2 separate regions of the Anas platyrhynchos genome follow, and region 1 is linked to region 2. The links are chromatin contacts, called in public Hi-C maps. All regions are on one chromosome and are shown on one strand. The core of a region is the stretch at or near the end of the contact, and the rest is flanking DNA. Distances in the headings are between cores, read along the strand shown.

Region 1 (4,534 bases), core at 646-3,145, 270 kb after region 2:
AGTTTCTCTCCCTCCTCTTTCAGCACTGGCTACTGCACTTCCAAAAGGGAGACAAGAATCACAGCTTGTTTTCCTCTGAGCCCACCCATCCTGCTTTCAGAGGACATGGGACCCACTTCTCTCAGAAACTACTCGGTGTGAACAGTTCGTTCCCATCTTCCCACAGATGCCTGCCAAGAGAGCAAACCCAGCACACAGCTAACACCAAAGACTAAAATCACCGCGCTGAGCCAGGCCCCCAGCAGAGGCTGTAGCTGAAGAACCAGCCTAAGGCACTGTAATCCTGGCAAAAACAGTTTCAAAACACACTTTATCTAGCGAGTGTGCCTGGGAGCTACACAGAGAATTATTTCATGCGGCCTTTTTATGGAGAGAGGAACTGGATAGCGGTAGTCCCTGAAATAATTCACGGGTCTTTTAGCAGCCTCCATTACTCACTACTGGATGGACAGCAATGTTCATTGTTTCATGCTGTCAGCCCACTCTTTCCTCCCTAAATTAAATACCTAACAAGGAAGCATCTCAGCTTCAAAGCCTTGCTTTGCCCATTCAACTAAAAACCCATCCAACATCCGTCAGATTTGTCCCTTGGAAGCCCAGCAGCTGATAAAGTCACTGATATTTTCCCATCAGGGTGCAGGGCATCCTGCACACTCCTCCAAGAGCTGAATATCGTTCAGTGGAAAATTACCAGGTCAGGAAGACCCTGAGAGTGCAGGAGGAGGGCAAAGGCTTCAAGCCTGGTACACACCTGAATCTGTACAGAGCTGGGGGCGTGCTCTAGGCTGGTCCTTAGGTGCTGCTGCAACAAATGCACCTGAGATCATAAGCACCTAATGCATGAAATCAGACTCACCATACCTGCAAGGTAGAGAATAAAAGTGTTAAAGTTTCTCAGATGGGTTTAAGTGCTGGAATAAAAGCTCAGTAAAGAGTTTTCTACTTGTTCCAGTAAGATTTGGATCAGAACGCACAGAAAAGTGCAGGTTATTATTCATAAAGTGATGACAGAGGTGGTCGGTCCGTATATCCAGCTCTGTGTGTTGCCCTAACTCACCCCTAGTATCAAAGGTTTCTTGCTTAGCTTAGGCTTTTCTGGGTAAATGATTTTCCAGCTTTTGATGTTAAATGCAGCCCTTCTGGTTCATTATAAACCAACACACTATTATCTGCTCTTATTCACGCACTGCCTTTGTTGCTTGGTCAACCTTCCAGCATGTGCAGGACAAATCCCCCGAAAGAACTTCATGGAAAACCATGGATTGTCAGGTGCCAGACCAGTCCTGTTAGTGGGCACGATGTTTTTTGAGGGGTTACCTTTGCTAAACTCTGATTTTGATCAGACTTAGATGATGCATAAATTGGATCCCCACAACCAGTCCTGCCTTTTCTTGTCCCTAATAGTGAACAATTTCAATTCATTGCACCCGGACCCTCTCTCCCTGAAGTCCTGACCACCTCATTTTTGCCAGGAGGAGCAGTGCATGCCCTAGAGCTGTTAACAGTCTGGAGAGATTTCCTTTCTTATGGTTCAGGCAAAGCCTCCTCAGCAAAGTCACAGGCATTTGGGACCATAAGATGCGCTGAAAAACCTTCCTGGTTTGGAGGATGAATGTATGACCTTTGCCAGAAACATCCACTTTAAAATCCCCATGCTGAGGAACTAATTTCTGCTCCACCTCAGACAAGGATTCCAGCAGATTTACACCCAAATCAGAGCCTTGCTGTGGGTCTAGATGGCTATTCATGCCCCAGCTGGGCTCTGAATTTACTCGGTGGTTTTACAGGGAAGGATGAGACCTTAATATTTGGCAACAGGCTAGCAGGAGCAAGGAGGAGGCTTCAACTCCTCCGCTCTTCAGTGCCAGCTCTCCAATTCACACCAGCTCCAATCACACATCAGCTTTTAATATTTAATTGCAGCTTTGCCAAGGGACTTTGCCTCCTGTCTTGTAAAGGAGGGGATGAAAAAGGAGTCAGAAGCGTGGTACTGAAGAGCCCCAAGGAGACTATCAAATGGCAGATCTCAGGTGGAGGAAAGCACTCTAGCATGTAAGTGATTTTACACCAAAAAAAAACAACCCTCCCAGATCAGAGGAGATGGAATGAATTAATATCAGTAAGCCCTTGGTGACTGGGGGGTGCTGTGCTGGTTGTGGGAACAGTTCAGGGTGGGCTGAGAAGTGTATTTCCATTTACTGTGCCTACAGTATTGAAGAAGAGGGGGGCATAAATGAAAAATCAGGGAAGGCTTCCCTTCTAATGCGTTTATCCTGCCATGAAGTAAATCCCCCAGGGGCTCTTCACGTGGAGTTGTTTAACATTAGACACAACCGCAAGAATGGGGAATGATCCCTGGACTGTGGGAGGTGGGTGTCTGTGATCTAAAGCTGTCTCTTCTCTAACATTGTGTGAAGTGACCTGGGGAAAAAATAAATAAAAGGAGGGATACAAAAATAAAAAATAAATTTAAAAAAAAAGAGGAATTTCTAAAGCAAATAGTGAGAAATATACATCCCTCTTCCTGGTCTTGATTTCAGATATGTTAAAAGGGGAAGGCGGTGATTCATAAGCTGCTGAGTATCACCCCAACCCCCCAGAAAAAAAATTGACCAGATCTGCAAGTGCAATAGAAATCATTTATGAAACATATTATGCAAGCAACACAGCTTTTAAAACAAGTATTTTCAAAATCTCAGTGCAAGTATCTAATAATCCCATGGTTTGGATGTCTGTGTCAGTAATTAAAGAGCAATTACGTATAACTTGTAGGTCCCTTGAGCTCTATCTAAATTCAGAAAATGAGCCCCAGATGACCTAATGTACTTCCAAGTGTCAGATCAGTCATCACAAATCCACTGCCTGAGACTTCTGCTGTGCCTTTCTGAAGCCTGGAATACAAGAACATTTTTGGCAGAAGAGGGCAAGAGGTGCTTAATCCTCCAGTTACTGCTTAATTCAGAGCTGATTCATGTCTACACAACACTGGAGACATTAAATATATATATATATCCATTTATGATGCATACACATAATTTCCATCAAATTACTTTAAATGATTTAAAGCTGAACCTTTTTCTGGTTCTTTCCCTTTCTCTGTCACAAAGCTGGACTGGGTGACTAAGGGGAATAAGAAAATTGATGGGCAAAGGTGGAAAAGACCCATTCCGTGCATTAGGAGTAATTTGACTTAAAATGCATCTTCTTAACCCTATTTTATTTTTTCAAAAGTGAATTTATGTCCTGAGCTTTTCTGATGTATCAGTGAAGAAAGAGTTTGTTCCATGGCCTTTTACTGCTTTCCTGACCCCAAGAGTGGAGAAGGATGCACTAGGGATTGGCTTTCCATGGATCTCACATCCAGCACCATAACATTTACCCTCTTGTTCCAACACCTGCAGACAGAGGACATGGAAAAAGCTGAGAAGCTGCGGCCAGCTCAGTCCCTCCCTTTTCTGTGCCATTCTCCAAGAGGCATCCCAGAGCACGAAGCAGTTCCTCTGAGAAAATCAGTGTCTGTCTCCGAACTGGTTGCCAGGTGGGTGGCTATTCTACAGCTGCAGATGACCATAGACCTCTGGAGCTCTCCAGGGTGGACTCTCCTTCCTCCATATCCATAACAGATGTCACTCAGATAAAGTCTTTCCCAGGTACAGCATCCCAGCATTTCACATCTCAAGCTAGAGGCAAGTAGTTTTCTGCCCCAAGTGCTCTTATCTGTTCTACATTATTGATGCATTATTTAGTTTTGGAAGCCAAGTCCTGATCTAAACCCCAGATCCACACAACAAACTCGCCCGAAGACAATGACATGGAGTAATTTGCCCTATAACCCAGTGACAGGAACATTCCCAGGTGGATAATTAAGGCTTTTAATCTGCATAGTCTCTAAGGTACCATAAGGGAAACCAGCAAAGGCTGGAGGGATGAGCTGGTTAGGAGACAAGAGGTGTATGGGCATCTCATCCCACTGTGTTTTCTCTTGAGTGTTTCTAATGAACATGCTCCAAGTAGAGTCATGTTTCAACCCTAGCCCTTTAAGGGATAATTTCTCTCTTGGTTATAACCCATAACTGAGATCAGATCTCAGCTCTGCCAAGGGTGAGACAAATAAGATTAGCAATGGTACCCTCAGCGCATCTCCCTCAACGTGAGTGACAGAGCTGCTGTCAAGACGGTCTCTTGAACTTCCCCTTGAGACAGTTTAGTTCTGAATATCCCAAAGCTGGTCAATCTTCAGTATAAAAAGCCATCTATCTAGCAGGGTCTTGGAGAAAGCTGAAACAATGAGAAGGAAGGTGGTTTCTTCTGCAGAGGTCTCATTCACCACCAGTGTTATGTTAGGGCAGCTAGTGGCTTGATAAACCCTTTTAAGTTAGGTTAAAGCTAAATAAATAAAAAAGAATTTGATTTTCTGGAAAGCTTGACTCCAACAAGCCATTTATTATTAGCAAAGTGCAATAACACACCACTTTTAATCTGTATCACACCCCTGCAGATCCCCCTCCAGTGGGGAGACCGGGTGCTCGGGGCA
Region 2 (4,534 bases), core at 1,186-3,685:
TGTTGGGTGCCTCCAAAGGAGTAAGACCTTTTTTGGGTGGGAGCTTTTGCCCTTTATCAGTTTGTACCATGCCCTCCTCCCTTAATTACTCATATTTTCCCATCTCCTGCAAAATGGGAATTCAGGATCAATTCATGAAGTTTGCAAGCTGTGTGTTTGCCATCATCCATAAGCTAGAGACCTGTATAAGTGACAAAACGTGCATGAGGACATTGGATCTGCTCTATAACTAATTCCCTACTGTAACACCTATAAGAAGCCGACAGTCTTCACACATGTGTCAACCTACATGGACTGGATCTACACCGTGAGTGACCTGGCACATCTCCCTCGAAGTCAAGGGGAGATGTCACAGAGGAGCTGGACCCTTCCACTTATTAAACCATTAGGAATCAAACTGGGAGGTCTGGGCAGACCTAAAATCAGGATATTTGGTGCTACGTTTGGTGCAAACAACTCTAAGGAAGGAGTTGTTGCCTTTGAGATGATTTTTTTTTTTTTTTTTTTTTTTTTTGCCTAGTTGTTCTGGCTCTCTGCTGAATTCACCTCTTTCTTGTTTTCCAGACCATGAAGAATAACGGGGGTTATTAGCGAAGGATCAACTTGTGCATTAACCTAGGAAGAACTGCAGCAAAATCCCTCTGCTCAGCAACCCTCTTCACATCCCTTCTACCCTTTCTTGGGTTATTCACCAGGTTTGGCTGAGATCATAATAAAACATCAGTGATTTCACCCAGGGACTCTGAGCCCCTGTTTTTGCGTGAATTCAGCCTTCAGTGGATGGTTGGGACAAGCCCACCTGGAGCACACAAGATTTCCAATAAAAGCTACGTTCCTATTAGGCAAACTGTGGGGTCAGTGAAGGGAGGCAGAAGAAAACACAAGAAGGCAGTTTTTGTCCTTTGATGAACTAAAACCCATCTTTTAGGAGTATTTGGGGCATCCCTCAACCATCCTCTCCCCCTGGAATGAGGACGAGCATTTGGAAATGCAGGATTTTGGTTTCGCTCCTTTTCCATTTCAACCCACTCGTGCCCTGCCTCTCTTAAGGGACACAGCGGTATTTTTGCAAAAATCCCAGCTCTTTGGGAGCGCTGTTTCTGCTCGCCAAAAGCCACTAGAGGGCATTGGCAAACCGGAGGAACGCTTACCGCACTTCTCACCGGCTGCTAAAGAAGTTTTGCGGGCTGAGAGTGATAAAAAGGCATGGATACAGCCTTGCACTCTGTCCTTTGTGTTTGCTCCCAGACAACGCCGATAAGCACCCGGGAGCTGCCTCTAGCTGCTCTTGCCCAGAGGTCTGATTGGCAACCAGATAAGCCCTGCTTAAACCCTCGGTGAGCGCAAACGAAAACGAAAACCAGCAGCGTTTCTTCAAGGCTTGCAGAAGGGCTGGAGCCCCAGCTGTGTCTGCAGCTCTTTGCTTTATCAGGCTGCCCATGGCAATGCCCCCTCTGTGCTCAGTTGTTGGCACTTCTCCTCTTCTGACAGGGAAAAAAAGCCAAACAAACTAAGAAGCTTGCCTGCCCTTTAATATTAGTGAGTGGTTCTTGCTCCTTTTAAGACAGCACGTGTGGTTTCTGCCGCGATGGCAAGTTCAGCTTCTCCCTGAAGGAGCCTAAATCCATTAAACTTGATGGGCTGACAGCTCTTGAATTTCACCTAGGAGCCAAGTGAGAGCAGCCAGCTGGTTGCTGAGATTTTGCCCTGACTGTATCTGATCAGAGGCCTTGGGGAATTTTTTATCAGTAGAGCCCCTCAAACCACTTCCAACCCCCCTTGGATGCTGAGAGGTGAAGGCGTCCAGTCCCAGCTGGCTTTGGGGTGCCTGATGCCTGGGGTTGGGTCTATCTCTGCATGCTCAGTGCCTGGGCCACGAATGGTTTTAGGGATGTCACACATGACCCCAAATTCCCCATCACTTTTCATCCAGCAGACCCAGGGACCTCCAGGGATGCTGCTGCTCCTTGGGCTGAAAACACTCGAGCACCACGTTAACAATTCAACCACATGTATGAGCGACATCCCATGCTCAGCGCTGTTCCTTGTCGGTGCTTAAGTAGCTAATAGACACAACCCCAAACATTTATATCCCAATATGACAGCAGACAAGGGCTCTTCCTGCTTTTTCCTGCAGCTGCACAACCGCCCCTGCTCTCCAGGGAGCAGCCGTGGGTTTTTCCAGGGAGAAACCTGCTGTCAGCCTGCTCTGAACTTTGCTCCTTTAACGCCTCCTCATGCAGCAGCCCAGAGGTTAAACATCACGCCGCAGCCACAGGAGCAGGAAAACAACGTGTTGGAGACTGCTCGGGATCATTATCCCATCCCCGGTGCTAAGAAGAGCCTTTCTTTCCGGGTTCCTGTGATGGGAACAGCTTGTGCTGCTCAGCCCTGATTTATGACGCAGGGTAGGAGGGTGGTGGCGGCCAGGCAGCACGCACACGGTGCTTCCCTCATGCCCTCTCGGTCTCTGAGAGCCCTGTGGGAGTGGCTTGGTCTTGAGCAGCCTAAGCAAAGCTGTAATCCGACCTTGGGAGCACGTGGAAAGCGCTGTGCTTCCCATGGGTTTTATTGCGTGACGGTACCGAGTCTCACAGCGATGTAATATCCAAGAGTATGGGGCAAAAGCCACTGGGCACGGTAATACAAGGCTCATATCTAATGTTGCCAGCCTTGTCTCCAAAGCTGGGTGGTGAGGACACAGCTAAAACCCTCTAGATTTTGGAAAATTGGTGCATCCCACGTCCTGAGGTGGAGCAGAAAAAGGAGATGCCTGTGGCTGCAAGGGACATCTGGAGTGGTCCCACCACATGCAGGGTGCTCTGGAGAGGCACGAGACTGGCTACAACGCCTTGAGCTGTTTGGTAGTGCTGTAAATGCTGAGAAACACAGCTCTGGGATCACTGAAGGGATCAAATCTAAGGGTCAGTGCTACCAGGGATGTCTGAGGACATTCCAACCCATCCTGCTGCTGCTTCGGAAGATCACAGCTCTCCTGAGGCCCCAAGTCATCCCCACCAGGATGTTCAGGCTACAGACATCTCATCCAAATGATTTCTATGATTCTATCACTTAAAGACCACAAAGTTCTCTATTTACTCCAAAGAGTAACTTAACTCTCCTCCAGCTGTGGACACACACACCAGGTGAGGGCATCCTCACCCATCCTCCAGACCCAGGCAGATCATTTAAGCCTTATTTTAATTTTTTAATAGAAAAACCCAGTGAAATGCACAATTCTTGGTCCCGTGGAGAAGTGCTTCTCCAAGCTGGAGCTCAAGCTGCTGCCCAGTAGATGGCAATGCTGCCGTTCACTCCGCAGCAGTCTCAGTGGCCTGAAGCAAACTGATGGAAATGTGCAGATCGAGCAGTATAAAAACTCCTAATAGTTGTAGCTGTGAAGGAGGAAACCTAGTTCTTTCTATTAATGGCTTATCTGAATTCTCACTCCAGCCAGCCCTCTGACAAGAGATGAATTTTCACTGCTTTCTAGGAAGAAAACGCTAGAGAGAAAACTCTGAAGCCTTACATTGACTTACATTTCTTCTCTACAATTAACATCACCCATTTCCTGAGATGCTGAGGACTTGAAGTCCCTCCGGATATGGATGGCCACAGAGGGGCCCTCACAAGGATCAGAAATCAAACAGATTTTATGCCCATGTGTAGTTTTGGTCGAATTGGTGGAGAGGACGCTTGTGGGATCCTTATGGTGTGATGAGGAGTTCTGTGATGCTGGATGTCAGTACCCAAAAAAAAATAAGGAATAACTGCAGAACATATGTATACTTATAACTGCAGAATATATATATTTTTTCTCATCCTGTAGTGTTGACAGATTAATCTCAAATGGTCCATGGGAAAATGCCAATAATTGCCAATTCTGCAGTGCCTTTTTTTTAGGCAGGCCAAGCCCATCTCCAGGTCTGAGTGAAAACCTCAGCAGCTGCAAATTTTTTCTCAACTACATGGAAAAAAAAACACTTGTATATGTGGAGAATGGGCCTGTTGCAGGGACAGAGGTCTTGAAGCCAGTGGAAACTCAAAGGTTACCACCAAGGACACTTTTTGTTGCCTTTGCTGCAGACCGGGGACAACCCTACCCCTGGTGCCGCGTTGGTTGGTAGAAACTTGTCTTTTCTTTCCATGACTGAGGAGCAATAAGAAGAGGCATTTTATTTTATTTTGTTTTATTTTTGGACCTCCAGAGCAGGCACAAGGAATTGGCGTGCAGGAGCTGGCCCTGTGGAAATGCCCCTGCTGCTGCAGAGCCACCACCCCTGCACTCGCCCTGCCCTGCAGCTCCCGGCGTGGTTTTTCCCTGCGGGAGATAAAGTCCATTCCCTTTGACAATTTTATAGCCCTTCCTGCTGAGAACAGCTCCGGGGTGTCTCCTTCCTGCCCCGTGCCAGCTCCGGGCAAGAAATGAGTCATGCTTTTTCCATAGGTTGCTCCACAACCCAGGGAGAAACACTTTCTGTCTGCTGGCCACACGCAACCTTTAACTCTTCTCGTAGGCACCGGTGCAACTCAG

Evidence for each region. A called contact is a pair of places that touch in the nucleus more often than the background predicts.
Region 1: a contact with region 2 is called in a Hi-C map of subcutaneous adipose tissue, with 2.6 times the contacts expected there. The contact joins the promoter of XIRP1 here to the enhancer-like site in region 2. A contact is called at or near these places in 4 of 8 Hi-C or Micro-C datasets (liver, skeletal muscle and subcutaneous adipose tissue).

What each region holds. Positions count from the first base shown.
Region 1 is chr2:154,360,369-154,364,902 of IASCAAS_PekinDuck_T2T, forward strand. XIRP1 (xin actin binding repeat containing 1) reads left to right here and starts at 1,896. Exons shown (of 8, transcript XM_038173952.2): 1 at 1,896-2,052; 2 at 3,402-3,538. The coding sequence starts at 3,411.
Region 2 is chr2:154,094,161-154,098,694 of IASCAAS_PekinDuck_T2T, forward strand. No RefSeq gene overlaps it. Among named protein-coding and RNA genes, the nearest start is that of CSRNP1, 17 kb to the right of the region's middle. Within about 2 kb of position 2,436, at least 8 of the 8 cell types and tissues checked have an H3K27ac peak or open chromatin away from gene starts, as enhancers often do. A contact at or near this core is called in subcutaneous adipose tissue, where this site is marked.